Regions from separate parts of the Mus musculus genome. Here regions 2, 3, 4 and 5 are each linked to region 1. A link is a contact called in public HiCAR-type, HiChIP or PLAC-seq and promoter capture Hi-C data. All regions are on one chromosome and are shown on one strand. Each heading gives the region's core, a stretch centred on a gene start, on an enhancer-like site or on the middle of the called end of the contact. The rest is flanking DNA. Distances are from core to core; before and after follow the strand shown. Region 1 holds the start of Atg4c (autophagy related 4C, cysteine peptidase). Region 2 holds the start of Cyp2j6 (cytochrome P450, family 2, subfamily j, polypeptide 6). Region 3 has its middle 35 kb from the start of Cyp2j5. Region 4 holds the start of Leprot (leptin receptor overlapping transcript). Region 5 holds the start of E130102H24Rik (RIKEN cDNA E130102H24 gene).

The links. Promoter capture Hi-C pulls out the DNA fragments that hold promoters and counts their contacts. HiCAR-type assays count read pairs that join an accessible place to other places. HiChIP or PLAC-seq counts read pairs in DNA pulled down with a chosen protein or histone mark.
Region 2: an H3K4me3 HiChIP or PLAC-seq map of pro-B cells shows a contact between it and region 1, with 9 times the contacts expected there. The contact joins the promoter of Cyp2j6 here to the promoter of Atg4c in region 1. A contact is called at or near these places in 2 of 39 promoter capture datasets (liver and pre-B cells) and 1 of 115 datasets of contacts at active chromatin or transcription factors (pro-B cells).
Region 3: an H3K4me3 HiChIP or PLAC-seq map of embryonic forebrain shows a contact between it and region 1, with 6 times the contacts expected there. The contact joins the enhancer-like site here to the promoter of Atg4c in region 1. A contact is called at or near these places in 2 of 39 promoter capture datasets (hippocampal neurons and pre-B cells), 5 of 484 Hi-C or Micro-C datasets (B cells, cerebellum, cortical neurons and 2 more) and 3 of 115 datasets of contacts at active chromatin or transcription factors (astrocytes, embryonic forebrain and pro-B cells).
Region 4: a HiCAR-type map of astrocytes shows a contact between it and region 1, with 3 times the contacts expected there. The contact joins the promoter of Leprot here to the promoter of Atg4c in region 1. A contact is called at or near these places in 1 of 39 promoter capture datasets (pre-B cells) and 1 of 115 datasets of contacts at active chromatin or transcription factors (astrocytes).
Region 5: a promoter capture Hi-C map of pre-B cells shows a contact between it and region 1, with 3 times the contacts expected there. The contact joins the promoter of E130102H24Rik here to the promoter of Atg4c in region 1. A contact is called at or near these places in 4 of 39 promoter capture datasets (the 3T3-L1 cell line, hippocampal neurons, liver and 1 more).

What each region holds. Positions count from the first base shown.
Region 1 is chr4:99,190,391-99,196,656 of GRCm38.p6, reverse strand. It overlaps Atg4c (autophagy related 4C, cysteine peptidase), which reads right to left and starts at 2,723. Exons shown (of 11, transcript NM_175029.3): 1 at 2,205-2,723.
Region 2 is chr4:96,550,364-96,556,629 of GRCm38.p6, reverse strand. It overlaps Cyp2j6 (cytochrome P450, family 2, subfamily j, polypeptide 6), which reads left to right and starts at 2,979. Exons shown (of 9, transcript NM_010008.4): 1 at 2,979-3,388. The coding sequence starts at 3,179.
Region 3 is chr4:96,695,717-96,701,982 of GRCm38.p6, reverse strand. No RefSeq gene overlaps it. Among named protein-coding and RNA genes, the nearest start is that of Cyp2j5, 35 kb to the right of the region's middle. Within about 2 kb of position 3,927, at least 47 of the 459 cell types and tissues checked have an H3K27ac peak or open chromatin away from gene starts, as enhancers often do. A contact at or near this core is called in cerebellum, cortical neurons, embryonic forebrain and 1 more, where this site is marked.
Region 4 is chr4:101,645,154-101,651,419 of GRCm38.p6, reverse strand. It overlaps Leprot (leptin receptor overlapping transcript), which reads right to left and starts at 3,637. Exons shown (of 4, transcript NM_175036.4): 1 at 3,595-3,637. The coding sequence starts at 3,610.
Region 5 is chr4:101,353,147-101,359,412 of GRCm38.p6, reverse strand. It overlaps E130102H24Rik (RIKEN cDNA E130102H24 gene), which reads left to right and starts at 3,165. Exons shown (of 2, transcript NR_040708.1): 1 at 3,165-3,332. It overlaps 0610043K17Rik (RIKEN cDNA 0610043K17 gene), which reads right to left and starts at 5,630. Exons shown (of 4, transcript NR_040640.1): 1 at 5,525-5,630.

The DNA.
Region 1 (6,266 bases), core at 1,474-3,973:
ATGGTGGTTTACAACCATCTGTAATGAGATCTGACGCCCTCTTCTGGTGTGTCTGAAGACAGCGACAATGTACTCACATAAGAAAGAAAGAAAGAAAGAAAGAAAGAAAGAAAGAAAGGAAGAAAGAAAGAAAGAGTTTCAAAGCATCGATAATAATAGCTTACTGCGTTCATATAATGAGGAGATGATGCTTTGAACTTATATAGTACAAAGATGAGCCATGGAGGCAAGGTGGTCTCAGTGAAAGTCATCATTTCATTAAATAGTAAGAATTCAAGAACTGCCTAGTAAGTGACTAAAATCTCAGGAAAAAAGTCAACTTGAAACTCAAAACTCTCAGGAAAGTATATTTAAAAATTATGTAGTTATGTAGCTAGCTTCTTACCTTTTTTCCAGTAAAGAATTTCATGAATGAATTCTGAAAATGAGTATGTTGGGTTTTGTTTGTTCCTGGAAGTCATTTTGTTTGGTTGGTTGTTTGGTTGGTTGGTGGTTTAGTGTTTACTTGTTTTGTTACGTTTGGAGACAGAGTTTCACTCTATGGCCCAAGCTGACCTAGAACAAACTATGTGCCCCAGCCTGGCCTCAAACTCATGGAACTCCTCCTGCATCAGCCTCCTGAGAGCTGGAATTACAGGCACCCACCAATTCTAAAATAGTATACATTTATAATAGCAAACATAACTGAATGTATTTCAGATTGATTAGAAATAATCCCAACTCAGAAGCATATGTTTTAATTTTATTGATAGTTACAGACTGTATCTCTTAAAGAAGAATGACACACGCCCATAAACCCAGCACTCTGGACACCGAGGTGGGAAGAAAGAGTTGAGTTAGCCCAGGTTGTGTGGTTAGACTGTTTTAAAACAAAACAAAACAAAACAAAGAAGTATTAGAAACACTGCAACACAATAATTAAAAAGGCAGCTGGGAAAGTCACTTAAATTACAGGGTTCCCAGAAAATAAGACACCAAATATCTCTGTGTATAACATTAGCAAATAGCAATACAAAAGCATTAACCAATTCTATCAGACTACTAAGAACAAAGCTTCAAAAAAAGAGTTTCACAAAACATTTTTCAATATATTTGTATCCAGGCTAAAGAGTTAGCTCAGCAGTCACCAGCACTGGCTACTCTTGTGGATGACCTTGGTTCGATTCCCAGCACCCAAGGTAATCATCAGCAATTCCAGTCCCTAGAGATCACATACCCTCTTCTGACTTCAGGGGGCAGCAGGCATACCCATGATGAACAGACATATGTGTAGAAAAACACCCACATAACAAAATATTCTTTTTAAAATATATGTGCATCCCCTTTTATAGAAAAAGCATCAATTAAGGGGGCCTCTAAACTCATTTTACTAATGTAGACAATCCCTCACATTGCCCAGTTTTTAACTTCAGTTCTCAAATTCTTATGGCAGGTGAACCAGTTAATTAGCTTCAGACACTAGACTAATTAGAACTCTTCCCTAGTTGGAAAAATAAAAGCTTTATCATTTGAAACTCCGAAAATACATTTCAAAACCTTTCCAATCCCTCTGGGCACTTCCAAAGACTCATAATCTAATTAAAAGCCACAAGCAGCAGGCAGGAAAGATCACTCCTTTGTGTCTATCTGCTATCAACTGACACAAAATCAATTCCAAACTCCCAAGGGAATGTAAGGTCAGAAAAGGTAAACAAACAGAAGGAAATCTTCACCTAAGTAATTCAAAGATTAAAAAGCTATAAAATAATACAGTCTTAGCCCCGAGGTCGCAATGAACCTCGTGTGGAAAAGTAATCAATAAAGATAACAAAAATATACGACAAAAACCCTAAGAAAATAAACTCAAGCAGAGTTATGCTGAGCTGACCCAGTGATGTCGGGTCATCGCACGGAAGATTGTAGTCTGAGTTTCCAACTTCAATAACCCTCAGATGTGGGTGGGCATGTGAGAATGAGCAAAAGCCGGTCTATGAAGTCAGCGTTATTAGCACAGCCAGGGTATATAATGCTACAGATTGCGGTTTCAAACAACGAAAGGGGCAACGGGGCTACAGACGGACAGATTGAGATCTAACATTTCCCACACATACACTCTTTTTGTTTTAAATGAAGAGAAACAAGGAAGAGTCAATGGGATACGGCGGCTAGGGAGAAAACCTTTCCTGGTCAAGAAGGGTAGAACAGCCGGCCACTGGAAGGCTTACAGTTCAAAGGGCGAGGAGGAGTCGTCAGAAGATAACCCTCAGGAGGAAGCAGAATCGAGAGAGGCTCCAAAACCCTCCAGGAACCCAGACGGTTGGCCACGGGTCTGCACCAAGGGCAGGGCCGCCCCCAGAACCGGCCATTCGTAGACTACAAACACCAAGCTCCAACCTTCTCCACTCCGCCAGCCTCGAGCCGACCCCTCGGCGACACGGGACTGGATAACTGTACAGCCGCGCAGGAGTCCCCACACCAGACGCGCGTCGGCTCCAGCAGCCGCTCCGAACAGCGCGTACGCACCGCAGGACGTGCGGCCCGCGGCCCCGCGCGGCCACCGTAGCACAGCACACCGAAGCCTCCGCAGGCCGCGGTCCTGCAGGAAGCCCTGTCGGAGACCCTAAGCTCCCGGGCTGCAAGCTCAGAGCCTAGAGCAGTTCATTTGTGAGGGGCAGGCCCAAGTTAGATTTACAGCTGTCCCTCGTAACTGTAACTACTGGACTTCAGCTACTACCCGCCACGCACGGTGAGCGTCTGCGGTTTCGGGACTACAAGATCCAGCATGCACAGAGCTCTGGGTCCTTAAAACCAAGCCCACTTGGATTAAAAGACTAACAGTCTGTCTACTCCAAGGCAAGCTGTGGTATGGGGTATTGATTACATCCTGGTGGAGCATTCAGTTTTCACATTCAGATTCATGTTAAGAATTACAGTACAGGACCTGCCTTTAAAAAAAAAATCGGGAGAGATATACTAAATGATGTCAACATGTAATTCTACTAATATATTGTTTTCAGTAACGCAGACTGTTGGAGCAATACATAAGAAATAAGAGCAGAAACTACAAGGGGGAAAAAAATCAACAATCTCTGCTACCAGACAGTTAAACAGTTAAACATCGAGAGAATGAACGCCTTCTGGAATACAAAATATGTTCTTTGAATTTTAACTGTTTCACGATTAGAATTGAGTGGCGTTTTATTTGAAGATAGGGACTTGCAATACAGCCAGACTGACCCAGAACTCATTATCTTCTCTCAATCCCCTAGTGTTGGAATAAGAGATCTGTGCTAGGACGCTGGGAAAGTTATTTCATGTTAGTCTCATGAAAACAGTTGCCTAGAATTAATTACTAGAGCAATTTATTCACCAGTCACATGGGCCGGACAGGGGTATAACAAGACAACAAGAGGGTCATTTATTAGCATAGATAACAAGGTATCTGCTCCTTTGTCTGCTTGGATAGTTTGTTTCATATTTTGAAATGCAGAACACTTTCTGATGACTTGGAGAGGAGATAGCACAGATCTCACAAGCTGTCCTTCTCATAACTTCTATAAGGACTTGTATGAGGGTTCTCTAAGAAGCAGAACTGATAAGAGGAGTGTATATTAGACTTGCTTACAGGATGTGGTCCAGGTAGTTCAACAATGGCTGTCTCACACTGAAAAGGCCAAGACTCTGGTAATTGGTCCATGAGGCTACAGGTCTCAGAAATCCCATTCTGGCACTTGGATCCTGGAAGATTCCTGGAGCACTGTCTTCATTTCAATTCCAAAGAAATTGGATTTAGTACTGGCAGCAACTGGACAAATAAACTTGCCAGCAAAGGTGGGGCAAATGGATGTAGAACAGTTTCCTTCCTTTTTTTTATTTGGACTGCTACCAAAAAAATGTGGTCTAAATTTAGAGTGGGTCTTTCTTCTTCAAATAATCTGATTAAGAAAACTCCTCACTACAGTACCCAGCAGCTTTGGTCTGAATTAATTCTAGATGTAGTCAAACTGACCACCGAGATTTACCATCACACATGTGCTACCAGAATGGCTGTATTTTAATTTTTTGTCATACTATATTAACAAACCATGAGAACCGAGGCTTGGATTTATATGCTAACTATAGAAAAGTATGGTATATTATATGTATACCACAAGCAGAGGCTTTCTGCAGATTTATGGTAAAACAAACTTTTTAATTGGTTAGAAAAGGAAACGGTAATGCCTTACATTTTTACAGTCTCACAAGGGAGTCACAGAGGGACTTTCTATTCTCTAACACTGGCAAGGAATCCACTACCATATAAACCCCTTTCCGACTCCAGTGTGCTAAATTATGCAGTACAAGCAAGTAAATATTTAAAATCTATGATCATGGAAAAGAGTCTGCTGCTTTTCATACTCATGCACCAAACTGGAATTGCAGTGGGAGAGAACATTTCCAGTAGTGACTGGGTGGGAATGCTGATGAACTATAGTTAGGGGGAATGGGATTCACTGGTGTTTGTGGTAAATAAACACTAAGTTACAGTGATATTAAGGAAGCTTTTGAAATATGCTTCATTTCTGGTAGACATGGTTCTAAAGCAGTTTTAATGTTCAATTGTGTAAAGGAAGAGGGGTTTAAAAGTACATAATTTATGTAACAGACTGCTTTTTAGAGATTCTTAGAGCTGCAGCTCCCAGCAGTAGTCTTGCCTGTAAATGTGTCTTTGTCTACTTCAGCCACTTGCCATATACATAAGAGTCAAAACTGGACAGACTGCTCATTTCAACAGATTAGGGACAAAGCACTTATTAGCTGTTCCTGGAGCAGGGGTAGAGTTGATAATTAGGAGATAATTAGGAGAAATGTCAAGGGGAAAGGGCAGAGAAGAGAGCTTCCGCTTTTACAAAGTTAAAAAAAGTGTATATAAACTTGACTGCGCAATCAAACATTTGTTAAATTGTAACCCTTTATTAGCTGATCTACCTTCTAAAAGGCAAGAACTGCCTTTTGAACCTTTCTGTCCCTCAGGTCCTAAACACTGTATTTTGTACAAACCAAAAAATTCTCAAGAGTTTCTTTGTGTGCACAACCATGCGAGAGGCTCCACAGCATCCTTCTCATTAATACTGTTAACTCTTGTTAATGTGCAGGTTTTAGTGTTGTTTTGTTTAGGGACAGGGTTTCTTGTAGCACAGGATAATCTCTGCCTGAGTATTTCATTGAAGGGGCAGTATGACCAAGGCAACTCTTATGAAAGATTTAGTTAGGGCTGGCTTACAATCTCAGAGGTTCAGACCATTATCATCATGGCCAGCAGCATAGCAGCATACCTGCAGACATGGTGCTACTGGAGAAGGAGCTGAGAATTCTGCATCTTGATCTGAAGGCAGACAGAAGAGGACTCTTCTTCTGCAAGCAGCCAGGAGGAGGGTCTCTGTTGTGGATTGCTCTTTGTATTTTCTACTCCCTCAAGAGGAGTAGATTACATACTGAGGTAATTCCAGGTGAAATCTTAATTGGTCAAATAAAAACTAGAGCCTCTGGTTGGGCAGTGGAAGGAAAAAGCAGAGCTAAAAGTTTTAGAGAAGGGAGAGAAGGAGGAAGAAGAGAGGATGAGACTGAGGACGGAGGAAGAAGGAGGAGGAAGAAGAGGTTGAAGATGGAGCAGACCCATATGGCCGGGAGGAGCTGAAAGTAGCTAGGGATTTCATAGCTGGACAAAAGTGTAGTGTAGGGTACATTTGTCCAATCTAGGCATGCAACTTGTATTCATATTACGTTGTGTGTACTTTGCATGGGCATATTAGGCTTGGAGATTTACTGATATAAATCTGGCTGATATAAATATAAGTCTCTAGTGTTTTCCTTCTATGGGGCTAGAGGGAGCTGAGTGGGACGGAGTGTTGTTGGCTTCCGCAGGCCATCCAGGGGGTTGGCCTGAGGAACACAACCAGCTAGCTCTAGGCATTTTCAGGAAAAACTGGTTTTGGTCAGCTTAGCAAGCCAGCTGCAGGAATCCGGGCCAGATGACTGCTTAGGGCTAGCCATGAAATGGCTGAAAGCGATGTGGTTGGCCCCTAGCTGAAGTTATCTTGGTTTTTTAAAACTAGATGCTACAGGTCTCTTCTGCACTGGGCTGAGATTCAGTGCTTCCCATGGGCCAAGCATATTCAAACCACCACAGTGTCCAACTCATAGAGTAGCAGAGAATGACCTTGCACTCCTGATCCTCCTGCCTCTAAATCCCAAGTGCTTTTAATGTACTTGGAATTCATTTCATTTGAGCTATATACCTAGACACC
Region 2 (6,266 bases), core at 1,730-4,229, 2.6 Mb after region 1:
TTAGATTGTGTAGAGACTAGAAGCTTCCAGGACTAGGTCTAGGTTAGCAGACTGAGGCAGTAAGCTGATGAGACAACAATTACATCAGGGGAAGAAAAGTTATACTTACATTGAGCACATAAATACATAAATAAATTAAATTGATAGATAGATAGATAGATAGATAGATAGATAGATACATACATACATACATACATACATACATACATACATACATTCATACATTGTAGGGAAATTTAATCTAAACACACAGTTACTCTGGCAAGGGATTCCATCCAAAGAACTTCTAGGGTGTGTGATCTGGCTGGAATGACACATCTTTATTCTGGCTAGAATACAAACAATGAAGGTAAAGTTAGTTTGTAGGAGGAAGCAGTCAAGTTTGAAAATAACTCCTAATTGAGGGTCAGACAAGTAATGAGTCAGAGAAAGATTTGACAGAATGAGTCGGAGAAAGGTTACACCCAATTCTTATAAGAACAGCCAGGAAAGAGAGGCCACTTTAGAGCCTAAGAGAGCAATGCGTGCACACGTATTCACACATACACACACACACACACACACACACACACACACACACACACACACACATAGAGGGGGGGAGGGTGAGGGAGAGACAGAATGGAAGAATGGAAGAATGGGAGAATGGAAGAATGGGAGAATGGGAAAATGAGAGAATGGGAGAATAGGAGAATGGAAGAATGGGAGAATGGGAGAATGGGAGAATGTGGGGAGGGGGCAAGCAGCAGTAACATTAAAACATTGCCATAGTTAGTATGAGGCCAATCAGAGAAATTCAGCCAGAGCCATTTTCAGTCAGTCATTTAGAAAGGAGCTTGGGCCAGAACAGCTGAGGTGAAACAGCCAGGCAGAGTTTAGAAGCAGTGAGGAGTCTAGAGTAACATTCTGGGAAGCCCAATATACCTTATTATTGATGGTCGTATATTTGATAAGCAATTTATATTCCTTACAAGAGATTTTAGTGCAGTTACATTTCCAACAAATGTAGTAACATACTAAGACGTTTGGTATACTTTTTGGAGAGAAGAGGTATTTCTTCATTTCTCCCCATAAGGGTGACATACAACACTCAGGTGATTAAACCCAGTAACTGGTATGTGAGGCTTAGCACTAGTCTCACGGACATTCCTGACTTAAAAATTATATGAAAAATTATTTAAGAATATTATGTTGCCAAAAGTTAGGTTCTGTACATACTTGAAGACACTTATTGCCACATAAATAGCAATAAGCATATGCTTGAAAAAAGATGTTGAATATTTCCTTATTTAAAAATGTGTTTGTAAACACCCAAATTTATGTATCATACTTACAAAGTGCCTCACCACTTAAGCTTCCAGCTTCTCTATTCCTTTCAACAAAATTTAGCTGTATGAAGACAGTGTGGTACTTGATGCAAAATGCATTGCAAACCAATTTTCTGAGAAGATATATTTTTTCTGAGTTAGATAAAATGAATGAATTCTGTCATTTACTGTGATTTTACATGCCTGTTTGTTTATAAATATAGGAGGAATTTCCCAAGCAAAAATAAAAGAAAACATTACAACAAAAAGAATGAGGTAGAAAGTGTGAATTTGTTCAGCAGTAAGCCTGCAAGATGACAATTAAATCTGGCAAACAAGTTACTTTTATGCCAGGCTGTGGTGGCACATGCCTTTAATCCCAGCACTTGGGAGGCAGAGGCAGGCAGATTTCTAAGTTCGAGGCCAGCCTGGTCAACAGAGTGAGTTCCAGGACAGCCAGGGTACACAGAGAAACCCTGTCTTGAAAAAACAAACAAACAAACAAACAAACAAACAAACAGTTACTTTTACAATAAATAGCCCTGTTATAGGTCTCTAAGTTAAGTCCCCAGAACCACAATAATAAAAATAGTAATAACAATGATCAGGACAAAAGTGTTTTTCCAACAAGTGTTCATTAAACATTCCTGGGCGCACGAAGCACAGCTCTGTTAAAACAAAGTGATCTGTTGCAAGGAGGTGACGATGTTGCCTGCCACTCTGTTACTAGGATTAGCTTGGTTTCTCAGGTACATTGCAGTCACTGGGAAAGTTTGCTTATAGAACAGGCTCCCAGATGTCCGTGATGCTTTCTGGGGTTCATGCAAATCACAAACCTTACCACCACAATTGTCTCCTCAGAGGGAAAGACTTATTGACTGAAAAACAATCTATCTTAGACTGCCTTTTAGTATTACTATTAGTGTTGTTGTTGTTGCTGCTGCTGCTGCTGCTGCTGCTGCTGCTGCTGCTGCTGCTGCTGCTGCTGGAGTTTTTTGTGACAGTGTCTCACTAAGTAGTTCTACCTGTCCTGAAACTCATTATGTAAACCAGGTTGGCCTTGAACTAACAGAGATTTGCATCCCTCTGCCTACAGAGTGCTGGGATTAAAGGTGTGTGCCACCACTCCCTGCTCAATTATTATTTTAAATTTTTATTACAATATAATTACACCCTTTCACCCTCTTCCCTTTCTTCCCTCCAATCCTGCCCTTGTCTCCCCACTTACTTCCTCTCAAATTGATGGCCTCTTTAATTGATTATATATACATATATATCACATGAATATAAATGTATATGGGTTCAGGGCTGGACACTTAGTATTGAAAAACAGAAGGCTCCTGTCTGGGGAAGACTAAATCTCCCTTTCAGTAGCCTTTAGTTGCCTGTAATAATTTTTCTAGGGTGGGGACCCCTTGAGATTTCCTGGTTTCACTTTTTACTATCTACTGGTGCCTTTTAAAACTGTATTTTCTACATGTTCTTGTGGGAACTCAGTGCCAAGGACCTAGCCACTATAGAAGCAGTCTGGGCATCTGCAGGGCAGAGCAAAGCATGGCAGGGCATGGGAGGGAAGTTTGGGAAGGAATGGGTAAAAGCTCTAAGGGGCGGAGAGAAGAGCTCTGTGCACGTGATCAGGGGTTCTCCTGTTCTCCGGTTCCAGCAGATTGGAAACTACTCTCAGAAGCTTTGTCACTTCCTGCGAGAGCCCAGCTCCAGGGAGGAAACCAGAGGAGCAAAGGGGAGTGGACAGAAAGGGATAGGGAGGGACTGAGGGGACCGGTTTTAGAAGGGTGCCCTTGTTGTTAGCACCTGGGACTTGCCGCAGCTCAGACCTTCATTCCTCAGACGAACCAGCTGCAGTCCTAGCCATGCTCGCTGCTACCGGCTCCTTGTTAGCCACGATCTGGGCAGCGCTCCATCCCAGGACTCTGTTGGTGGCTGCAGTCACCTTCCTGCTTCTGGCTGATTACTTCAAAAACCGGCGCCCCAAGAACTATCCCCCAGGGCCTTGGGGTCTGCCTTTCGTGGGCAACATATTCCAGTTGGACTTTGGGCAGCCCCACCTCTCAATCCAGCCGGTAGGAAGGGGTGCGGGTGTCTTGCTTTGTCTGTCCTGACTTAATCCTGAGCTACAGGAACAGGGGACTTACTGAGACTAGAACAGAAGACCAGGTTCAAAGACTGGTGATCACAACCTGATATCCAGAACTCAGAACCTGTGTGAGTCCTCCTTTAAGATATAAGCTGTTCGATTTTCAAATAGTTGGAGATTTTTATTTACTCTTGTATGAAGGGCTTTGCTCTCATTGTTATTCTGTTAGGGTCAGAGAACTCCCTGTATGTGATTTTAAGTCTTTAAACCATGGCATATTAACGGAATGATAATAAATCTAGATAAATAATCCCTTTCAATTTCAGAAATGGGTACAGAAGTGGTACCTCATCTTAGTTTGTTAAAGCGCTTGTAAAGAAAACAAAATGTGTTTTTCTCTTGATTGGAGTTTTCTACAAGTAATCAGTTTTCTTATTGATCTTTGTTTGTCCTGTAAGTCCTTGCTGAATGTTCACCTACTAACTTTTTCAACCCCTGGGAAAGGTGTCTCCAGCTCCACAGGAAGTCTGCATGTTTTTCCACTCCATTCTGGAAGCTCTCCTGCTTGAATTGGAAAGACTGTTATGTGCACATAGTGTGCATGAAAGACTGAAATAGTGTCCTTTCGGTATATGACCATCTTCCCACATAATATTTCTCTTTATCTATAGTTATTTTCTCTGCTTAGATAGTTAATACTCCAGCCATGTTTGATTATCCCTGTCACTTCCCACTACTAGTGATGTCTGACTCTTTCTGATTGTTACTATTTAAAGGCATACACCCATATTTTTTTCATATTTACTTTAACCTATTTATTTTTCTCTTTTTCCTTCCCTGTGTGTTTTTTGGACACTTTCTGAGTAGTTGCATTTTTATACCCATTCAGTCTTTCTTTTTCTTTCTCTTTTATTGGATATTTTCTTTATTTACATTTCAAATGTTACCCCCTTTCCAGGTTTACTCTCCAGAAACCTCCTATCTTATCCCCCTCCCCCTGCCTCTATGAAGGTGCTCCCCCAACCACCTACTCACTCCTGCATTCCAGCCTTGGCATTCCCCTACAATGGGGCATTGAACACCCTCAAGACCAAGGGTCGATCCTCCCATTGATATCCAACAAGGCCATCTTCTGCCACCTATGCAGCAGGAGCCATGGGTAGCTCCATGTGTATTTTTTGCTTGGTGGTCCAGTTCCTGGGAGCTTCAGGACAATTAGCTGGTTGATGCTATTGCTCCCCGCATGAGGTTCCAAACCTCCTCAGCTCCTTCAGTCTTTCTTAAATCTCTTTTATCATTCTTCCAGCCACAGCTCTGTGCTATGCAATAGGCAGGGGAAGCTGATGAGATTTTGCTATCACCATTTTCCACAGGAAACAAAGTGACCACAAGCATAGAAGATCTCTGTCTCCCCTCTATGCTACTGCTGTCTCAGATGTTGTCTTCACACACACTGAGAACCACATTAGACTCTAACTTGCTCTTCAGTGTCCTGTGCAGCTGGAACTCAAAGGCATAAAAGCCTGTTGTCTCTGGCCCTTACTCATCCTCCAGTAGCTCTGTCTTTCTTCTGACCACACTGTCTTTCTCCCGAGTGTATAACGCTAGATGACTCTCTGTTGCACTTATGTTTCTAATGTCCCCCCCCCCCACTTCATTCTCACCTTTCTAGTTTCTCCAGAAGTACTAAGCTAATTTCTCTCTGCTTTCGATAGATTTCTCTGGGATTGTAGCTTTCCTGCTCATATTGGTGGTTTTGCTTCACTTGAGGCTTTGCACTGTTGGGTTCTTCATGGCACATTTGTGGTTTGTTATACTAGGAAGTTTCTATAATTGTTCAGTAATGTTCTCATCTACCCTTTCTCTTTCCTGCCTTTGGCAGACAGCTGGACCCAGGCACAGCTGTAATATCTCTGCTGCTGGCTCTTGCTGTTTTCCATAGCTATGTTTTCTGTGCTACGAAGGGTTCACCTGCTTCTCACCTCTGCCCTGCCAGTGTTTGTTCTCACATCACTTCACTGCTGATCTCTCCTGCACAGATCTGCACTTAGAACCCAGGAGCTTCTTGTGCTCACAGTTCCCTTTGCTTCCTCTCTGTATCTTTAATTTTTTTATTGAAAATACTTTGTCTCATACAATATATCCTTATCAAAGGTTTCACCCACTTCAATCTTTCTAGCTCTTCCCCCACTCCACTTGCCTCCAGATCCACTTTCTCTGTATCTCATTTGGAAAAAACAAAACAAAACAACAAAACAAAACAAAACAAAACAAAAAAACAGCCCTCTAAGAGATAAACAAACATGACAGATAAAATATAGTAAGATAAAGCAGAACTTACATCAAAGTTTGACACAGCAACCCAGTAGGAGGAAAAAAGTCCTGAGAGTAAGCCCAAGAATCAGAGGCCCACTTATTCTCACACTTAGGAGCACCATAAAAGTATTTAAAAGCTGTAGTATATATGCAGAGGACCTGGTACAAACCCATATAAGCCCTGTGTTTGCTGCTTCTGTCTCTGTGGATTCGTATTCACATGCCTAAGGTGATTTGTCTATGTGACTTTCATTTCTCTCTTAAAAATTCCTACCATGTGGATAATAGCACTTTGAAATATTTCACTCTCCTATAAGATAAATATCTGTGCTATATCTATAAAGCTGAGATTGTCTTGGTTTTTGGTAAGGCAAGTTGTTTTAGACTGGATTGTGAACATTTTGTGCAGTGTGTCACATTTTTGCTGTACACTGGATAAATATTTTATTCACAGAGGTAGTCTGCTGAGGATATGAATACTCACTTTTGTGAAGGGTTGTTCACTTGTAAATTTAGCTGACAAGCCTCTGTATTATGAATTTGATCAA
Region 3 (6,266 bases), core at 2,678-5,177, 2.5 Mb after region 1:
CTATCATAAGTCCTGCTCTTGTCAGCTTGTGCCCAATCTTATCTCCTCCTCTCATGAGTAATTTCCAAAGGAAAATTATATCAATTTCATAATTGATATAATTTCAACCCAACATGACATAGCTGCTTTATACAAAAGTGCAAAGCCACTGTTGTCCCCTCAGATAAGTTGGAAAAAAGTCTCTCAACAGATGCTAAGTCTTTCAGTGTCCCATAACTTAAATCTGATAAGATATACTTACAGCGCACTACTGACATTATCTGATTAGCAGTGCTATATCACATGATAAAGAAATAAAGGAAAGAAAAACAAACATCTGTTTAATGTATGTGTATAAATGCACAAACATGTTCTTAACAGAATAAGATGGAAGCACTCATGGTAATTATAGTCTATATTTCTGCAACTAGGTACATGGTCTTGCCTGGTGTTGACAACTGCCTTTGTCTATTATCTAGTCCATATTTCCTTAACTCTCAGCAAAACCCTCAGTATTTGCTGGTTCTTCACTCAAAAGAGTGGCCCCAGTCTTCATTGCTAAAGTATTTCAGCAATGTATCATTGTTTCAGGATTAAGTTGTAGTGTCCAGCTGATCTTGACCACAGGACGCTTAGCTCCATGATATACCCTAAAGAACCTCCCGTATTCTTGAAGCACTCCTCTTCCTCGCGTCCATTATGCAGAAGCAGGATAATTTCCCCAAAATAATCTGCATCAATTATCCCTTCTAATACTGTCAATTCTTTCTTAGCCTGTTGAATCAAAATTACAAAGATCCCAAAGTGGCCAGAGGAAGTCTGAGCTTCCAGTTCAATAAAATGTCTGTTGCAACCTCCTGGCAGAAGTATCACCTCTCATGGAAATAAAACTTCAGTACAAAAAAAAAAAAAAACCATAGAACAGGAAGCAATGTTTTTCTCTTTTTCTTTTTTCCTTTTTTTTTTTTTTTTTTTTTTTTTTTTTTTTGGTTTTTTTCGAGACAGGGTTTCTCTGTATAGCCCTTGCTCTTCTGGAACTCACTTTGTAGATCAGGCTGGCCTTGAACTCAGAAATCCGACTGCCTCTGCCTCCCGAGTGCTGGGATTAAAGATGTGTGCCACAACACGTGGCAAGGAAGCAATGTTTTTCTAATGGGTCTAGGAATAGTAGAGAGCAATACCGTTCTCATTTTTCCTCCCTGAAATCCTGGTCACAGAAAGAAAAAGAAAACAAACAAACAAACTCCACAATACCACATATTAGATGTTGATCAGAGTCCCATAAAACCTTTTAGATAACCCCCCACCCAAATGAGCCTTTGAAGGCATTACCACCTAATTGTCCCTGTAAGTGTGTCTTTAGAAGGCCATTCCACTGTTGTATCAAGCCAGCTACTTCACGGAGGTGGTAGGAGGACATGGTAAGATCAGCAGATTCCTTAAAGGTGAGCTCATTGCCACACTTCTTTGGCTGTGATGTAAGTCCCTAAATCAGAAGTGAGACCCTCATCCAGAAATGGGATCTCATTATGGTAAGTAAGGCATTCTGTAAGTCCATGGATGGTTTTGGAAAAAGCATTATTTGAAAGAAAGACAAAGTAATAACCAGAATATTATCCTACTAAGAACAAGTAATGCATTTTATGTGATGGAACTAACTGGTACAATGTATCCAACATAGCACTAGGTTCCTTGCTTGGCCTTCTTCTACGTAAGGATGGATTTCTGTTGTGCACTCTCAACATTATGACATGGAGGGTCAGATAATACCCATCTCTTGATGGAAGCCCAGGTAACTGGATAACTTGATGATCTCATGCCGAACATTTGGTTTCCACAGAAGACCCAAAAATCAAATCAAGACCTGTCTCACAAAGGGGGAGTGGTTGTCTGCAGATTACAGTAGAGCCATACTCCAGAATTTCAAAGGGCCTCCATTATGATTTACACATTCAAATCACAAGGCTCATTGTGTGTGTGATGGAGGAAGAGGGATGGTATGCAACAAACCCAAACTCTTCAAACGGTATCCCCACCTGCCACCAACAGATACCAGGTGTCTTCTGGATCATATGACTCAAGTGGTGGAGCAACCTATACTGGATTCTGTGCCTATTAAAAAGCCTTTTTCTGTTTTGGGCCTCACTCAATACCCAGCAGTTTTCCAAGCCATTTTGTCTTTAGGATAGAGAAACATACGCACATGAGGAACATACACCTTCTAAATCCAAAGAGGCCTTTGTGCTTCCTTTATGCTGACAGAAGAGGTTGAATGTATCTGTCAGCATAGAAGGGATATCTCTACACACCTCCGAGATGATCCCAAATGCTGGATATAGAACTGCAGAACTTAGTGTTTTCCCTGCTAGGTTTTGGTCTTGCTTTGGCTCTACCTTTCATTACTGTGTCCCATTCCTTCCTATGGAGTGGGAATCTATACTCTGCTAATGTATGTTGGAAGTATGCAATTCTTAAAAAATAAATGGCAGAGGAAGTCACAGTTGAGAGACTGCCTTGGGTTTTTGATGAAACTTTGGATGTTTGAACAGTGCTGGGATTTTCCTGGGACTATAGGGACCTTTGACATTGGACTGAAGAAGTTTCAGGGATGGACCTTCTACACTTGATCTTAGCCAAAAGGCCGAGAAGCGATAGGGATGGACCTTCTGATTTGAATGTGAAATGTCCTCTATAGGCTCATGTTTCATATATTTGACCCTCAGCTGATGATGCTGTTAAAGAAAAAGGACGAAGAGCATTGCCACAGAAAGTGAGCCATTGGACTGGGACTTAAGACTGGCCCCATTTTCCTGCTCACTCTATCCTAAGCCTGAGTGCAATGAGACTATAGCTATCCTGTTCCTGCCACCAAACCTACTACCATGCCTCTCTGTCATGATTGGCTATATTCTTCTTGGACTGCAAGCAAAAGTGAGCCCTTCCTCCTTGAAGTTGCTTCTGTCAGGGTATTTTGTCAGAGCAATGAGAAAGCAATTAGCACGAGGTGTTGGGGAAGCAGAAGCAAGAAGTGGGCACACATGTTTGGGAGGGTATGCCAAAGAAACTGCGTAATGATCAAGAAGCGTCTTCACTGGCAGATGAGATTGGAAAACCTAGAGGTGGATGAGAGAAGGACTGCAGATTTCTAGGAGAAGCTGGGGAATAGAAAATGGTTCTGTGCATACAGATAACTAGCCTGTGTACAGGGAGGGGGTGCGTCCATGGCCACCACTTGGTGTTGCTACCGGTTATACAGCGTTTCGCAAGAAACTCGATCCTGATGGTAATGAATGAAAGTTTAATTTGGTGTCATTTCCCCCTTTAAATTAAAGTCAAGTGTTTTATTTATTTATTTATTTATTTATTTATTTATTTATTTATTTATTTATTGCTCTTGTTGTTTTTACAGATATCATAGTTCCTGACCTCAAGAAACTACCATTCTACCCAGAGAGAAGTCAAGCAAGCTACAACACAGCAGTAAATTCCACGAAGAAAGCAAGCAGTTTCAGCGATTCAGATATAACCAAGACACACAGAGGATTGAGTTGAGAATTGGGGTCTGCATGGGTGTTGCTCAGCAGACAAAGGAACCTCGTCTTGAGCTGTAGGAACAGCTGTGCCAAGCCCAGACGGGAGACAGACCAGACACAGCTTGTTTGGGAGGCTGCAGGTGTTAAGTACTGCAGAAGACAAGCGAGCAGGTGGGAATTGATAACATGGAAAGCCAGGGGCCTACCAGAGGTCAGCTGATGATGAGACTGTGCAGTGTTAAAGCAAGGATGTGTGGTAGGGTGCCCTGGCCCTGAGCAGGCATGGGCTGGCTTCCCACTGCAGTCAGCAAATCAATTACGCCCTCCACCGACTTTCGCCTTGTGTATTTAGAATGCATGGTGCTCCCCTGCCAAACATCTGCTCTCGCTATTAAGCATGCCATGGTAACCATTGCACTCTGTGCGTCAGCGCCACCAGGATTGGTAATAATCACAAGTGTCAAAACCGAGAAAGAATGGGGAAGGAAAGCTGTGCAAAAATCCAGCGGCAAGATGATTGGACTGGAGCACCAGTCTGCAGCTCGCCAGCTGCGCCTTCTGCTGCCCTGCTGGGGGCAGGGGAGCTGATATGGCCCTGGCCTCCTTTTGCCCCTTCTGTTGATCTCTCTGCCTGTATTATTCATTCATCCACTGCTTTCCCCGACATTGGAAAATATGCCCAGCCTTGCCAGCGCAACATATGTGCCCCTGCGCCATTGTGTATGATGAATAAACCCGCCAAAAGCTCACCAGACCTAGGGGCCTCTGGGTGAAGACCTAGCATTGACACAGACAGGCAGTGGCGTGTCCTGGCTTGGGGCCACAGGAAGACACAAACCAGGCTTGGGCTTTCAGCCTGCCTACCTCAGAGTCTGGAGACTTTGGCAAATCTCTTAGGCTCTCTGAGCACTGCTTTAGCCCCCTTTGCAAAGCAGGAGTAGGAACACTTATCAATTACAGATTCTTGGGTGCATAGAGCCAGCCACCTTTAATGGGAGTCCACCATAGGTCTTCAGGGTCAGTTATACATTTTTATTTTTTAGTTGTGCTCTCGAAAATAGAGATAAGTAAAATTGCTTGGCACTATGCTGAACACTTTATTTAAATTATTGGGTCGCCATAGCCATCCTCAGGAGACACTGTTGAGACTGCTTCATGCAAAGACTGAGTTTAGGAGACAGTTAAAGGTTAGTTTACTGGCTTGTCGAGCCCTAAGGTGGTGTCATTAGCAGGCCATGGGTGAGCTGGAAACAGTCTTAGCCCAGCTTGCTGCTTCAGCTACGCTGCTGGCTCTCTTTCCTTGTTCTTCTCTATTGAGAAGAGAATACTGTTTATAGGCTCCAGTTCAGCCGCAGGAAACATAAAATGAAGCTAGTTCCTCTTCCAAACAAAAGCCCTTCGGAAAGGCAGCGCCATCTCCCACTTCCCCAAATCTGTCTTCACTCTGACCAACCAGTGCCAGATCCCTGGGTAGGTGTCCCCTCCTCCAATTATTTCCCACCGATCCACTCCCTCCAGCTTGGTGAATGCCTCTTTTAAAATGGGCTCAAACCCGTGCTGTGGGATTCCTAAGTGGGAGTTATGGTTTCCCTTTCAGCGAGTCAGCACATTTAGACTCTCATAGATAGACAGGCTGTCAGGGTTCCTGCCACCATCTGGAGCATGCCCCTTTGGAAGGCTTCAGAGCATCCCTGAGCAAGTTTCTTGCGAGGCTCGGTAACGTGGGTTCCAGCGCCCTCAAGTGGACATAGAGGGAAATCTATGAAAAGGACTGAATCACTTAGAGAACTAGAGAGAACTCTCATTGATCTCATTAACAAAGCAAGATGACCAAAAACAGCAGGCTTCACAACAGAGCTTCTGCTTGGAACTCTTTCCAGCTTGGTGTGAGATGGGTGATCACACCATGCAGAGGTCCCGAAGCAAGCAGGAACTTACAGACCACCGCTGCTATTTCTTGTGCCAACCAATAAATATGCCACCCGACCCTGCCCCAGCCTGCTATGGAATCCTCACTGACAGCTTACTTCAGCTTCAGCATTCTTCCAGCTTCGCTAAGGATGTAAGACCCAGGTTCAAGATTCCAAGCAGTGAGATGCTTCCTATCACCTTGGCCTCAGAAAGTCCAGAAACTGAATCAGTGAACAACCAGATGCAAGCAAGAAAAGATTTATTCGAAGCAGTACCTGCAGCTCCATGGCAGAAAGTCACCTGGGGTTGGAGAAATTCACAAATGGATACATATGTTTGACCTAACATTCCTGCTTAGGCAAACATGGTCAGGAAGTAGTTTGTTTATTTGTTTGTTTATGTTTTGTTTGTTTTAGCTCACCGGGATTCTTTGGGCAAGATCCTATAAGAGTGTCCCTCTCCAGTGAGTGCTACATAAAACTGTTACCAGGAACATTTCAGCCATAGTCAAATCCTGTGAGGCTCATGGGACTGCTGAAATTTTAGAGCCGAGTTGGCAATCATTCAGTACTTGTTCAGTACCTAATGTCGCTAATACACATGGCTTTGACATCATGAATTTCTTCTTTGATAGTAACAGGCCAGTTTTCAACATTCCAAGACTGCATGCAAACCGTGGAGTCACTTCTGTTGCTATCACTTGTCTCAGTAATCCTCAAGCTGCAGCCTCCCTAGTCAGGCCATTTACACCCACCTGATGTCACTATTGATGGAGCCATGTGATCCATGTGACCTCTCACCATGATGATAGTGCACAGGAGGCCAGTGCCTCTGCTGGGACTC
Region 4 (6,266 bases), core at 2,388-4,887, 2.5 Mb before region 1:
TCCCTGATTAGATCCCAAATAGTCTCCATGTGCTCAAACTACAATCACTTCAAGTATTGGAAGAGTGCCTCCATGCTTCCATAGGAAACAATTCCCAACGACCACCCACTGTATCTATTCCCTACCCACACTGAACCCACATCTGAACATATGAATTTGCCCTTTCCACTTTGCTATGTGAAGCCCATCAGGTGGACTCTCAGCCACCAAATGGTTTCAGATAGTCATTCTGCAACCAGTTGGTTGTATGACTTCAGGCAGCTGGATCTCTCTGAGCCTAGTTTCTTACTTGTAAAATGACAAAGATGGTCCCATTTCACCGGGTTTATGGAAATTAGGTTAGGTAATCTATACACAGTGCTTGGCAAAAGAGGCTCAACCAATGCTGGCTATGGGAGGTCTCCACTCACCTAGCTATATTATTTGATAAAATGATATCTCAAAGCACAAGACATTGGGTCATTTCAATTGTCTTCTGAAAATCCCTAATATAATTAGTCACTGACTTATTAAGATTTTGTTGTTGTTGTTGTTGCTTTCTTTTACTTAAGATATTTAGGGAAGCTGTCTAATAGAAAGATACTAATATCCCTTCCAAGAAACCTGGTGAATACAGATGTCAGGAGATGACGAAGGAATTTCTATAGTAGTTTGTATCTTTTCCTCTTAATATGGTATTTTTAATGGACAAATACTTACAGTTCAGAAGTTGCCTGGGCTTTCCCTTGTAGCCCTGACCCTTCTCTGTATCAGACTACCTACAACATTCGCTCTTTCAGCTGGGAACCTACAGCATGCGAACCACACACCTACTTCTTCTTTCTGTTCCCAAACCATCTCTCAAATTTCACAACTTTATTTCTGCTGGTTGCCTTCAAGCCATGTGCATGTGTGTGTGTGTGTGTTTAGAAATTGTATTCCTGCCTACCCCCTCTCTTCTCAAACTGAGTATATGATCAATGGGGGTGTATATTGCTATATCACATGTAAACAGGACAATCTTATGAAATCAGTACTCTCCTTCCACCTTCCCATAGGATCCCGGGATTGCATTGAGATCACTGGGCTTGTGTGCAAGCCTTTACCTGCTAAGCCATCTTGCCAGCACACTGCCATTTCTTAATTACAGTAGGAGTTAACCAACAATTCAAGTCCATCTCTTTTCGCTTCACACATGACTGCTGAAAAGCTGAGTTCAACCCAAATGCAAGGCTCCGGCCCACAAGAGATCCTAAGAACTCCACTTCTAATCTGGACTACTGTGCCACAGAGCCAAAGCCAAGAAGGAGCTCAAATCCAACATGCAAAATAACCTCCTTCTCCCACCCCACCCCACCCCACCCCCACCCCCACCCTCCCAACACACGCTTCATCTTCTCTTGAAGACCAATCTTAGAGGGCTGAAACCAGAGCTGTGCTCTACAGCAAATCAAAATAACTCATTTTACCGAGACTTCATTCAAAACTCCCGTCTTCTCTTGAACTCTGCGCAGGGTAGCCTGGATGTATGCTCGCTGTCTGCTGCCAAACTGAGCCTCTTCCAGTCCTTCCTCCACCTACATCAGTAGGTACTTGTGTGTGTTACCCATTGCAAATGTGTTCACAGCCTGCATGTTGTCACTAGAGGCTCACTACCATCTGACCCCTACCTTCTCCAGCTTCAATCCTCCCTACTCTGCCTCCAAGAGCCTGGGAAAATGAGAAGAATAAGATGTGTTCTGTCATGGCCTCTGCCCCAGTCATGAATATATCCTGGTCTTAACCCAAGCCTTACAGAGTCCTGTAAATTCAGCATAACTATCGCCTCTTCTATTCCCCCCATAGAGTGGTCATTCATATTAGCTTCACATCGAACTACTACAATCTGGGTGGCTCTGAACAAAGGGAATGAATTCTCTCGGTTCTGAAGTTAGGCTTCTAAAATTAAGGCGTCTCTGAAGAGAACAAACTTCCTTGCCCAGTGCTGCTATGTCTATACTACTGCTTGGCTTGCAGCTACGGCACTCCAGTTTCTCTTACTTTTTAAAAAATTACTTATTTACGTTTATCTATCTACTTGTAGCCATGCACCATACTGCGTGTGCAAGTGTGGAGGTCAGAGGATAACCTGTTCGAGTTGGTTCTCTCCTTCAACCAGGTAGGTCCCAGGGATCAAACGCAGGTCTTAAGGCTCGACAGCAAGTGCCTTTCCTACCAAGCCATCTTGGGGCCCTCTGCTTCAATCCTTACTTTGTGCTTTCCCCCTCCCCCCTTATCTGAAGGACATCACACAAGGCAACCTTAGATTGATAACATCTGCTAGTTGCAAACAAGGCCACACCCTCATTTGGCAGCAGGGAGTTACAACTTAAAACATATCTTTTGGAGCAACATGATTCCCTCCACTATATTATCTCTATGTTCTCAACTGTCAGAGCACACATCATTTTCTTACACAGCAATATAATTATTTTCGGCAATCAACTCAGTCCAAACTTCTCACTTATCTTTTATCCCAAGTCTCCAGCATAGTTTCTCAATAACAGTTGAATTATGGGCAAAGTTTTACTTCCTTGTGCTCTTGTCTACTTCATAGCCTTTGTTCCTTTTCACTACATAGGCCCATAAATTACTGTTGCTACTTTGTACTTTCTGTCCAGGACTGAACACTCTGTAGTAGTGAGACACAATTTTACATGCTTTCTACACTGTCTTCAAATGGATACGTCATACAGTGGACATTGCCCAAGTAAACCATGTTTACTTTGATTTGAAATACAAAAGTCCCCCCAAAATGGTTAGCTATGTCTGTTACTAGTTGTGCACAGATAATGTACAGTGCATCCACATGAGTATACACTGTATCCATCTTACAGATGTTGGTGAGTGGGAAGGTCTTTGTGGATAGTTTTCAAAGAAAGGAAGTCCAACACAGAGATAAATTAAGTCTTCTCTGTGCGGATGACCAGAAATCCAAATACCAGGAAGCCTTCCAGTAACTTTGTCCCCACCCAACGCCCAAAGCTCTGCATTCACACAGATCAGGGTGATAATCTTTCGGTACCCTCCTTTCATCACCATTCAAGAACACAAACAGCACATACTGCTCTGTTCACAGACCAGTAAACACTCAAGAAAAGTCTTGTTAAAATCCCATCTAATTGCAGCCCCAAGGTTGCGTCGAATAGGGTATTTCTGGTTACTTTCCAAAGTGCCACACGCCCGAAATTATTCTGCCCAGCGAGAAAAACCGTAAGGGAACAACAGGACCAAGTTTCCAACACACATCCTGGACACAAAGGCTCCTCTGTAAGCCACAGGAAACTGCGGCGGGGCAGGAAGGTGAGGATGTGGGACCCTGATGTGACCTACGGAGAACTGAAAAGCCCAGGGGACCACTGTGGAACGTACAGCCCACGGGAGAAGCCCCCGCCTGGGAACTGACGGGCGTGGGCGTGGGCGCGAGCGTTTATAGGCTCCGCAAAACACCTCTGCCGCGCATTCGGGAGGCCGCGGTCTGCAGGAACTCGCACACCCGCACACAGGCTGCTCGCCATGCAGCCTGGAGCCAGGAGCGACCCCACCCACTAGCCGCGGGCGAGGGTCGCAGTGTACCTTTAACGCCCGCCATGTCTCTGGAGCTGGGGCTGTCGCTGCTTCCGGCTTTCTCCAAAAGCCGCCCACACCCAGACTAGCCAGGGCCGGCGCGCGAATCCAAAGCCCGGCCCGCCCCCTGACGGTATTGACTTCCTACCCAACCAACGGAGCCCCGCCCCTTCATTAGGCCCCGCCCCTGATTTTAGACTCCGCCCCATCCCGTGGCTTCCCGCCCCCAGAAGCCCAATCCCACCATCCATGCAGAACCTGATTCCTACTGGTTTAGAATTCTGCCAATTACAACCTCACACCCAATTATGCCAGATTCTGCCCTACAGGCACTCAGTATTTCCTATACTGGTTCTGATCCCTGCCACTCTGAGCTCCTCCTCTGCCGGGCCCGGTTCCGCTCGGCCCACAGTTCCGCCACTCTGGCACATAATCCTGCCTCCAGCTCATGGAGACCCTCCCCCAACGCCTTCCTCCACTTCGCGGACTCCGCCCCCAGTTGGCTGAGCTCAGTCCCTGCCAGCACGGATCCCAATCCGCCATGCAGAACTCCACCCCATTGGACTGATCCCGCCTCCGCCACTCATAGCTCGGACTCTACTGGTCCTACTTCCTGCCACTCAGAACTTCATTCCAGTAGTCTCCCAGTTTGTTCAGCACCGCCCCGCTGGCCGGGAACTCCGCTCCTAGTCTCAGCCCCCTCCCACTTTGATTACTTCAGAATAACTCCTTTATTTTAACTCTTCGGGGGATCCTGGATTCTGAGACATCTCAGCCCTGTTTCTCAATCTGGGGTCCATCCCTTCCTCACTGTCGTGACTTGGGGCCCAGGCTCTGCCTCAGGAGATTCTAGATGCTCACCATCACCCTGGCTGGCTGTTAGGAAACTTGCCTGAAAGGACTGGTGGAAAAAGTGGGGCACGGGATAAGGATGGGGAGAGGTTACCTTCCAGGACGACTCTTCCTGTGTGCCTGTGTGGTTTGTTTTGAGAGTGTGTGGCTGATATAGTAGAGATCGGGAGTGAGTGACAGCACCAGAAATCAGGATTAGAGATATCCCTATGTAAGATCTTTGACTTTTGTATAGATTTGCTTGCTTTGTAGCAAACTACATTAACATTTTGTGTAAACTACCGCGTCCGTCTATCCCCCTCATTCATTACAAACTCTGTGGGTCCGGATTTCTTTAGGTCCTTAAATAAACGCAGGCCTGCAAGTAACTAAGGCCAATTTTCACTCCTCCAGATCCATCTTATTCTTACCTTCTTCAGTGGAATCTTCCTTCATCTTAGAAACCATCCAGTAGTCCAAGTCCTCTACAGAAAGCAGTTCAGAAAGAATAGGAACTGAACCAAACAGCTCTTTAGACAAGGTTAGAAAGTCAAAACCCACGAAGTTCTAAACTTAAAAGGAAAATATGTATATACACATATATATGTATATACATATATATATGCTTAATCTGCTAAGAACCTAGTATACAATCAGTGATTCTGAGAGGCACATTTGCATAACTTACCACAATAGAGCAATTGTTCTCCTTTAGACTGTTAATACTATTGTAACCATTACAACAAGTTAAGCCATTGTACCATTGAGAGTGTGTACAGGATGAAGCTTGTACACAGGGTCTGCAGTGTCAGGCATGTGCCAGCATCATGGACAACGTACCTGGTGAAAATGGGGGATTATGGTGCCTATAAAAGCACTCAGAAAATTGCTCTGCCAGACCTGTGTTTTTAACTTCTCCTTTATAAGCACTGAGATCTGTTAGTGAGGAGGTAGGTTTTTCCCACCTTAAATAAAGAGATTATGTGATGTAAACCGTCCCACTCTCCTTCCACCCTCAACCACACTGTTTGTTTCTCTCCGACTGCTTTCTGCCAACAACAACTGGACTGAGTACTTTACCTGAGAAAGTGGACTTTTCCTGTGCCAGATGTTGCACCAAAAACCATCCTACTCACCAATTCCACATTTCCACAAGAAGAAAAGCCACTGGAACCTGCATCTCCCTCCGACCAGCCCCCTCCTATGTTACTCAGCTGTTTAACCTGGGCCACTGTCTGACTGCCTGTGACTAGAGTAGAGTCCTTAAGATGAATCTTAGGGTTTCCTCCTTGAGTTCAAGTATCAAAGGCTACGAACTAGATTTTATTATCACCACTTTACAGTCGGTGCAAGGTTTGTATATGCTTGGCCCAGTGAGTGACCCTATTACGAGGTGTGGCCTTGTTGGAGTAGTTGTGTCACCATGGGGGCTTAAGACCCTCACCCTAGCTGCTTGGAAGTCAGTCTTCCACTAGCTGCCTTCAGATGAAGGAGTTGAACCCTCAGCTCTGCCTGCACCACGCCTGCCTGGATGCTCCCATGTTGCTGCCTTGATGATAACGGACTGAACCTCTGAACCTGTAAGCCAGCCCCAATTAAATGTTGTCTATATAAGACTTGCCTTGGTCACGGTGACTGTTCACAGCAGTAAAACCCTAACTAAGACAGTTGGTAAAACTCAAGCTCAAATAGTGACACGGAACAGGAAAGCTGAGACCAAGTCTTGAAACACTAATGCAATTAATCAGTTGCTTTCTTCTCATAGTAGATCTTATGCCCAGAGGAGGCAGGGGTTGACAGTGAGGAGAAACAACAGTAAAACCTTATCTTAAGAGAGTTCAAAGCAATTC
Region 5 (6,266 bases), core at 1,916-4,415, 2.2 Mb before region 1:
GTAGGGCAGCCTTGCTGGAGGAAGTATGTCACTGGAGGCAAGCTTTGAGATTAGAAGCCGCCTACCTCATCCAGTTTGCTCTCTCTGCTTGGTGCTTGCTGTCAAGGATGTGAGCTATCAGCTTCCTGCATCTGCTGCCATATCTGCTTATTGCTATGCCTCCCCACCAGGATGCAGTCATGTCTCTCTGGAACCACAATCCCCCCCCCCCTTCCTTCTATAGGTTGCCTTGGGGATGGTATTTTATTACAGCAACGTAAAAGTAACTAACGCACGACAGCAAAAACCATGCCCTCACTTGGACATGGGTTTTATTTATAGGGATTATCATTTTTCAAGATATATATTTCTCAGGTATAAATTTGACAACTAGCAGAAGATTATTGGGACTCCTGAATGCATTTAATCAGCAGCTATGTAGTAATCTTGAAGACCAAAATTTGACCTTGAAAACGTGTGAGTGCTCATGTATTGATGGCAAGAGACGTGGGTGTTTTTCCTATAATTACACTCTTGGAGTTCGCATCAATTTCTTTTTCTCTTCAGCTTTACAGTTAAAGGAACAGATGATTTAGTTATATAATTAGGCTTCTTCCCACCTCAATGAAAGCTTATGGTGTTATAGCTAAGTTATGACCATTCTTGTGGTTATCGAGAGTAGCACATGGGGCCTCTAGCTATTATCTGTCCTATTCATAGATACAGATATACGCAGCTATGCAACAGAATCTCCCAGGTCCATATATATATAACATGGACATATAAATATGGACATGCATCTTTTCAACAGCCCTTTTTGGCCTGCTACTAGCACTGGGAGCTAATTCATAGGGTCCCAGACCTAGAGGTTCTGAGTTAGGGTGCAGATCAGGGACACTGTTCCCTAGCATACATTAGGCCCTGGGTTCAGTTCCTACTCCCCTCTAAGGAAAACATAGAACCTATGATTTGATTCCTAACTCAACAAGATTAAATCGCAGTTCAGACTTCAAGCATTTGTAGTCTAGTCCATGAAAGCAAAAGAGCAGGAGTCGGCATAACTAATTTATTTATTTGAATTTGAGAGAATTCAAAGAAGAGGAGCCAAATATAGAAAGAAAGAAAGAAAAAAAAAGATGGGGGAAAGCAGTTAGTTTAAAAAGTTGAGAGAACAAAGTATGTTTTACTTGGATGTGCAACCAAAGAAGCCTGCCAAGAATGGTCAGCAAAAGGTGTAAGAGCCATGAAACGACTTCTGTCCAACCTTTACCGGAAACACGCAAGGAATTTCCTAGACTGGTCAGGATTGGATTGTGGGAAAGGTCTCCTTCAAGCCTCCCTTGGCTTTTATGGCAAGAAAACAGTGTTGACTACAGAGAGCTGTGGTTCTCAAAGCTTGTCCCCACTAGCGGAAAAGCCAGTCATTGTCCCGAATCCCGACGTTGAAAGGCACCATGAAATAAATATTACGAAGACACAGGAGAGCTTTCAACTCTGTGAGCAGGACAGAAACACTTCACAGCACACATGTTGCCTTGTTCAATGACAAGGATGCTCCCCAGAAGAAGAGGAAAAGAAGCTGTGTTCACACACATATTTGAGTCAACACTCAAGAAAGGTGCCGGAAGAGGTCATGAACCCCCGCAGCAGTCCTGTGGGGTTAGCAGTTCTGAGTTATCCATCTTTAAGTTCTAGGCACAGGAATGTTACAAAACGGAACTACAGCTGCACGGTGCTAGGCTCTACTTTACCCCCTCAGCTGTCTCTCGGTCCAAACAAACTGGGGTCTAACACGGTATTTAGCTTAGACCTACCCTGTGTCTCTCACCTGTAAGTGGTAGCGCCCTAGTCAACGCTAAGGTCCACTTCTGCTTTCAATCATACGAGAGGCACGCAGAAGAGAAACAAAAGTGAAAGCTCTTGAAGGAACACACACAAGTAACCGAAAGCACCAAACTCTGTCACTGAGACCTGGCAGAGTTCCAGACATTTATCCTTTCAGCAACCGTGAACTCTGGGCACCTATCACGTCCTGTGAATGTGAATTAACACGGTAGAACACGAATCGGCCCAAAGCTCTGCAGCAGTCTTCTCAACCCTTCCTAGCACTGAACCTTTTATTTAAATTTCTACCTCAATAAATCCAGCCACGATGCACGCCCTCGCCCAACCAAACCAAACCAAACCAAAAAGCCCGCAACGCCACAAACCATCCCTAAGCTGTGCGTCCAGCTTTAGGAAAAGAGAAAAGGAAGCAGAAAGAAAATCTGAACTGGTCTGATTCCCCCTGCCCTCGCCATGTGGGGGTCCTCGGAGCGAACTGTTTTACAACTTAGAAAATGCAGCGGTCTTCCGATTCTGTTATTTGAATGGACCACTGAGCCACTGGAGCCAGGCAAGGGCAGGCAGCCGGGTACCCAGCAGAAGGATGGAGCACAAGGCCCGCACAACCAGGATCCGCGGACCCTGATGATGGGAGGATGCTTGGAGCACCCCAGCCTCCGGCTCCTGGGCACGGAGAGACCGGCGCGCACGCGCGCACACGCACCACGTCCTTCGCCTGGAGTTGTGTCTCGTCTCCCTTTTGTTTTTCTCCCTTCCCGGTCATGAGACCCGGAAGTTTTTTTTTTTTTTTTTTTTCCTTCAATCCTGTCTCTCTCCCTTTTCCACCCCCCCCCCCCCTTCCCCAATCTATCACATGGCAAAGCTAGAATAAAAACAGAAAAATGGCGACGGTCACGTTGTGGCGAGCCTTGCTGCGTCATTAGATAATCCTCATGCAAATAGCGGGATGAACAAAGAAAGGGGGGCTCGGGACCCCCGAGGGCGCAGGTGGGTGCGGGGTGCGCGCGGCCGCGGGGGCGGCGTCCGTGTGCGCGCTCCGGGTGCTGCGCTCTCGGCCCCGGGCTGGCGGCGCGCCCTGGCCGGCCCGCGGGGCGCAGAGAGCGGCTGTGCGGCGCGCGCACGGCGCTCGCACCCGGGCCGGCCCCGTATCCCGGAGCCCGGAGACGACGGCGGGGGCGGAGGCTGCTGTTGGACGCCTTTGGGCGCTCGGCGCCAGCTCCGGTAGGCGGCGGACCGCGCGGGGCGGCAGCTCGGGGCCAGGCCCGGAGCTGTGGCGCACTCGCTTTTCCCCCCACCCCCGCCCGGTGGCTGGGCGCTGGCGCGGTTCCCTCGCCGTCCCGCGGCCGCTGGAAATAGAGCCGGGATGTTGTTTACATGACGGATCCGGCGGGAGGAGTCTGCGAGGAGGAGGCGGAGAGAGGAAGAGCGGAGTCCCCGCGGCGGCGGTGGCGGGCCGGGGTGCGGGCGAGCGCCGCGCGGTCCCCGAAGCCTGGACACGGGAGCCTAGGGTAGGCAGGCGGGGGCGCGGGCTGCGGGAAGGCTGTCAGAGTGGGCTTTGCGGTACCTAGCCTGTCACGCAGACTCTTGGGGGGCAGGGGGAAGGAAAATGGAGAGAGGTTGGGAGAACCTCTGTTTCCCCTTACGTTTGGGAACGCCCCCCCTCTTATCCCCCACTCTTTCCCGCTTCTCCCTGGACTCACCTGTTTGTTTCCACCGCTCAGGGCTCTGGGTTTTTGTTTGTTTGCTTGTTTGTTTTAAACGTGCGCCAGAGGGGCTGGGCTTATTACTATTATTTGCGAAATTATTGGGAAGGCGAGAGGGTGTTGCTGTAATCGATCCTAGTCCAGGTCGGTTTTCAGGAGGGGGAGGGGACTTGGCGAAGACCCCGGCTCCTGGCCGCAGCTGACCCCGGGGCTCCTCCCCGCCTTCCCGGTGAGGAATCCTTTCCCTTGCCCCGCGAAGCCAGCTGCCACCTTCCTGGAGAAAGACCACACCTATGCTTCTTCCCGCTTTGGAGGCGAGGTGAGCTAAGAAGCCAGACAGTGCCCTGCCCACCAGAGCTTGGCCAGACCTCGACACCCCAGAATTGGTAAAAGGCGCTTCTTTTCACCTGCTGATAGCGTTGGTACGTCAGCCCTCTCTAGTCCCCAGAAGTTGCAATTCACAGTTTACGTTAAAATTTGTCTCTTTCTTCACCCTTCTTCCCACCGGCAATGAACTGTTGAGTTTAAGTTGAAAAAGAGAGGTGTCTCCCGCCCTGCCCCTAGTGAGGGTTTTTTTTTTTTTTAATTCCACAGTAGGTCTTCCACTCAGACCTGCACTTCTCCGGTCTCCTCTATCTCCCACTAAACTTAGCCCAGAGCCAGGCCTAAGCTTTTATTCCCTGTGGGCCGCACCCTGGCCCCTTGCCTTTCTACCGAGCCAAATGCTTCTCAAAGCAGAAGGCACACCCAGCCCCAAGTCTCTTCCAAGAGGGAGGGAAGAAGAAAGGATTTGGGGGGGGGTGTCCTCAAGTTCCGGTTTCCAAAACCCCCGTAGCATTCTCCTCCCGGAGCCTCCTGAATTCTTCCTAACAGCTGTTTTCTGCAGTGCCTTTTGCTCCTCCTGGCCTTATATTGGAGAGAGTGGATGGGGAGAGATAGCCACCCCCACCCCTTTCCTAGAACTAGGCAATTTTTTTCTCTGTCTTTTCATTTATTATGTTTGGAATATAAAATATGCAAGTGTGATTGCCTGTTATTAGAGTTGATTTTCTTCCTGGCTAGTGACTAACTGGGACTCCAGAGGGAAGGAGAGGTGAGGGATGGTGAGAGGGGGATCGTTCACCACCTATGTGTCCTGGGAATTGCCAGAAGAGACCCTTCTGAAAAAAGGCACTTCTCCCTTCCATGACATCACCACTAAGCCCTTCCAACTTTAGCTTCAGAACAGGAAGAAGGCTCAAAATAGAACTAACTACCTTAGGAATCCAGTTCCTTCACGAGATCAACTTTGAAATCAGCGGCTGGGGGAACAAAGTGAGCTGTGACCCAGCGTGAAAGGGAAGAGAAAGCTATAGTGTTAGTAAATGCTTTTCTCGAGGTAGTCTGGAATACTGAGGCTCATGAATGATAACTGAGGTGTGGTGTTTATTATTCATATGTGTTGGCATGTAAACAGTAGCAGGTCTTTGTATGTATAAAGTGGGACTCGTGGATTATGATCTGCAACCCTGGTAGATCAGCCTGGTAGACAGAAGCTAGGAAGGGGTACTTGAAGAAGAGTGAGTCTTAGGATGCAGCGGCAGCTGTTCTCTGAAAGTTGAGAGGCTTAGTGTAAACAATAATTGTAACTTTCACAGGGTGACTAATGTCCTAGACAAAGAAGCTCCAGTGTCAAGGTTTCTCCCCTTTTCCTTGGAAATTAACCCTGGTTGTTCTCTGTGTGGTGTGCTCTCTCTCTCTCTCTCTCTCTCTCTCTCTTTCTCTCTCTCTTTCTCTCTCTCTCCCTCTCTCTCTCTCTCTCTCTCTCTCTCTCTCTCTCGCTCTCTCGCTCTCTCGCTCTCCTCTCTCCACTCTCCTCTCTCCTCTCTCCCCTCCCCCTCTCTCCATAGACCAGGCTAGCCTGGAACTCAGAGATCACCTGTCTCTAGGATTAAAGGTGTGTGCCACTAAGCTTGGCTGGCTATGCCCCTGATTTGAGATAACACCTTTCTCCTTACCGAGCCGACTTTCCAGAAACAGCTGCTTTGCAATGTATTGTAGAAAAAGAACATACTGGAACAGTTGGTGTATACGGCAGCAAGACTTGCTGCTCAGTGGGTTAAGGGCTTGTATCCGGATTCAGGTTTAAAAAAATCTAAGTGACTGACAGAATAGTCTGTACCAGCTACTACTGTAGCCCCTAGCAACCCTAGGCTCCAGCCATCTAAACTAAAGAGGCTGATGAGATCAAGTTTGAAACTCATTTAACTTTTAGAATCCATAAATGACTCAGGTATTGGAAACTTAACTGTTTGGGAAACAAACATTAGCATGCATACACACACACACACACACACACACACATATATACACACACACACACATATATATATACACACTGTTGAATCTAAATACAGATTAAATATCTCTTGAAAATTAAGAACTGGAATCAAGATATGTTTTAAGTATAAATACAGTGGCTTTTTGAAGGCAGTATAGAAAAGAAATACAGGTTTATAATATGTCACTTACTAATTTTAGCTTAGTGGGGTAAAGGTTTTGTTTTCCTTTTGGATTTTTAAGACAGGGTTTCTCTGTGTTGCCCTAGCTGTCCTGGAACTCACTTTTTAGATCAGGTTGGCCTTGAACTCCTATAGATCTTATTCCCTCTGCTTTCTGAGTGCTGGGACTAAAGGTGCGCACCACTAAGCCCAGCTAATTTCAGTTTTTAAAAATGTGTCTATAGCCAGGCAGTGGTGG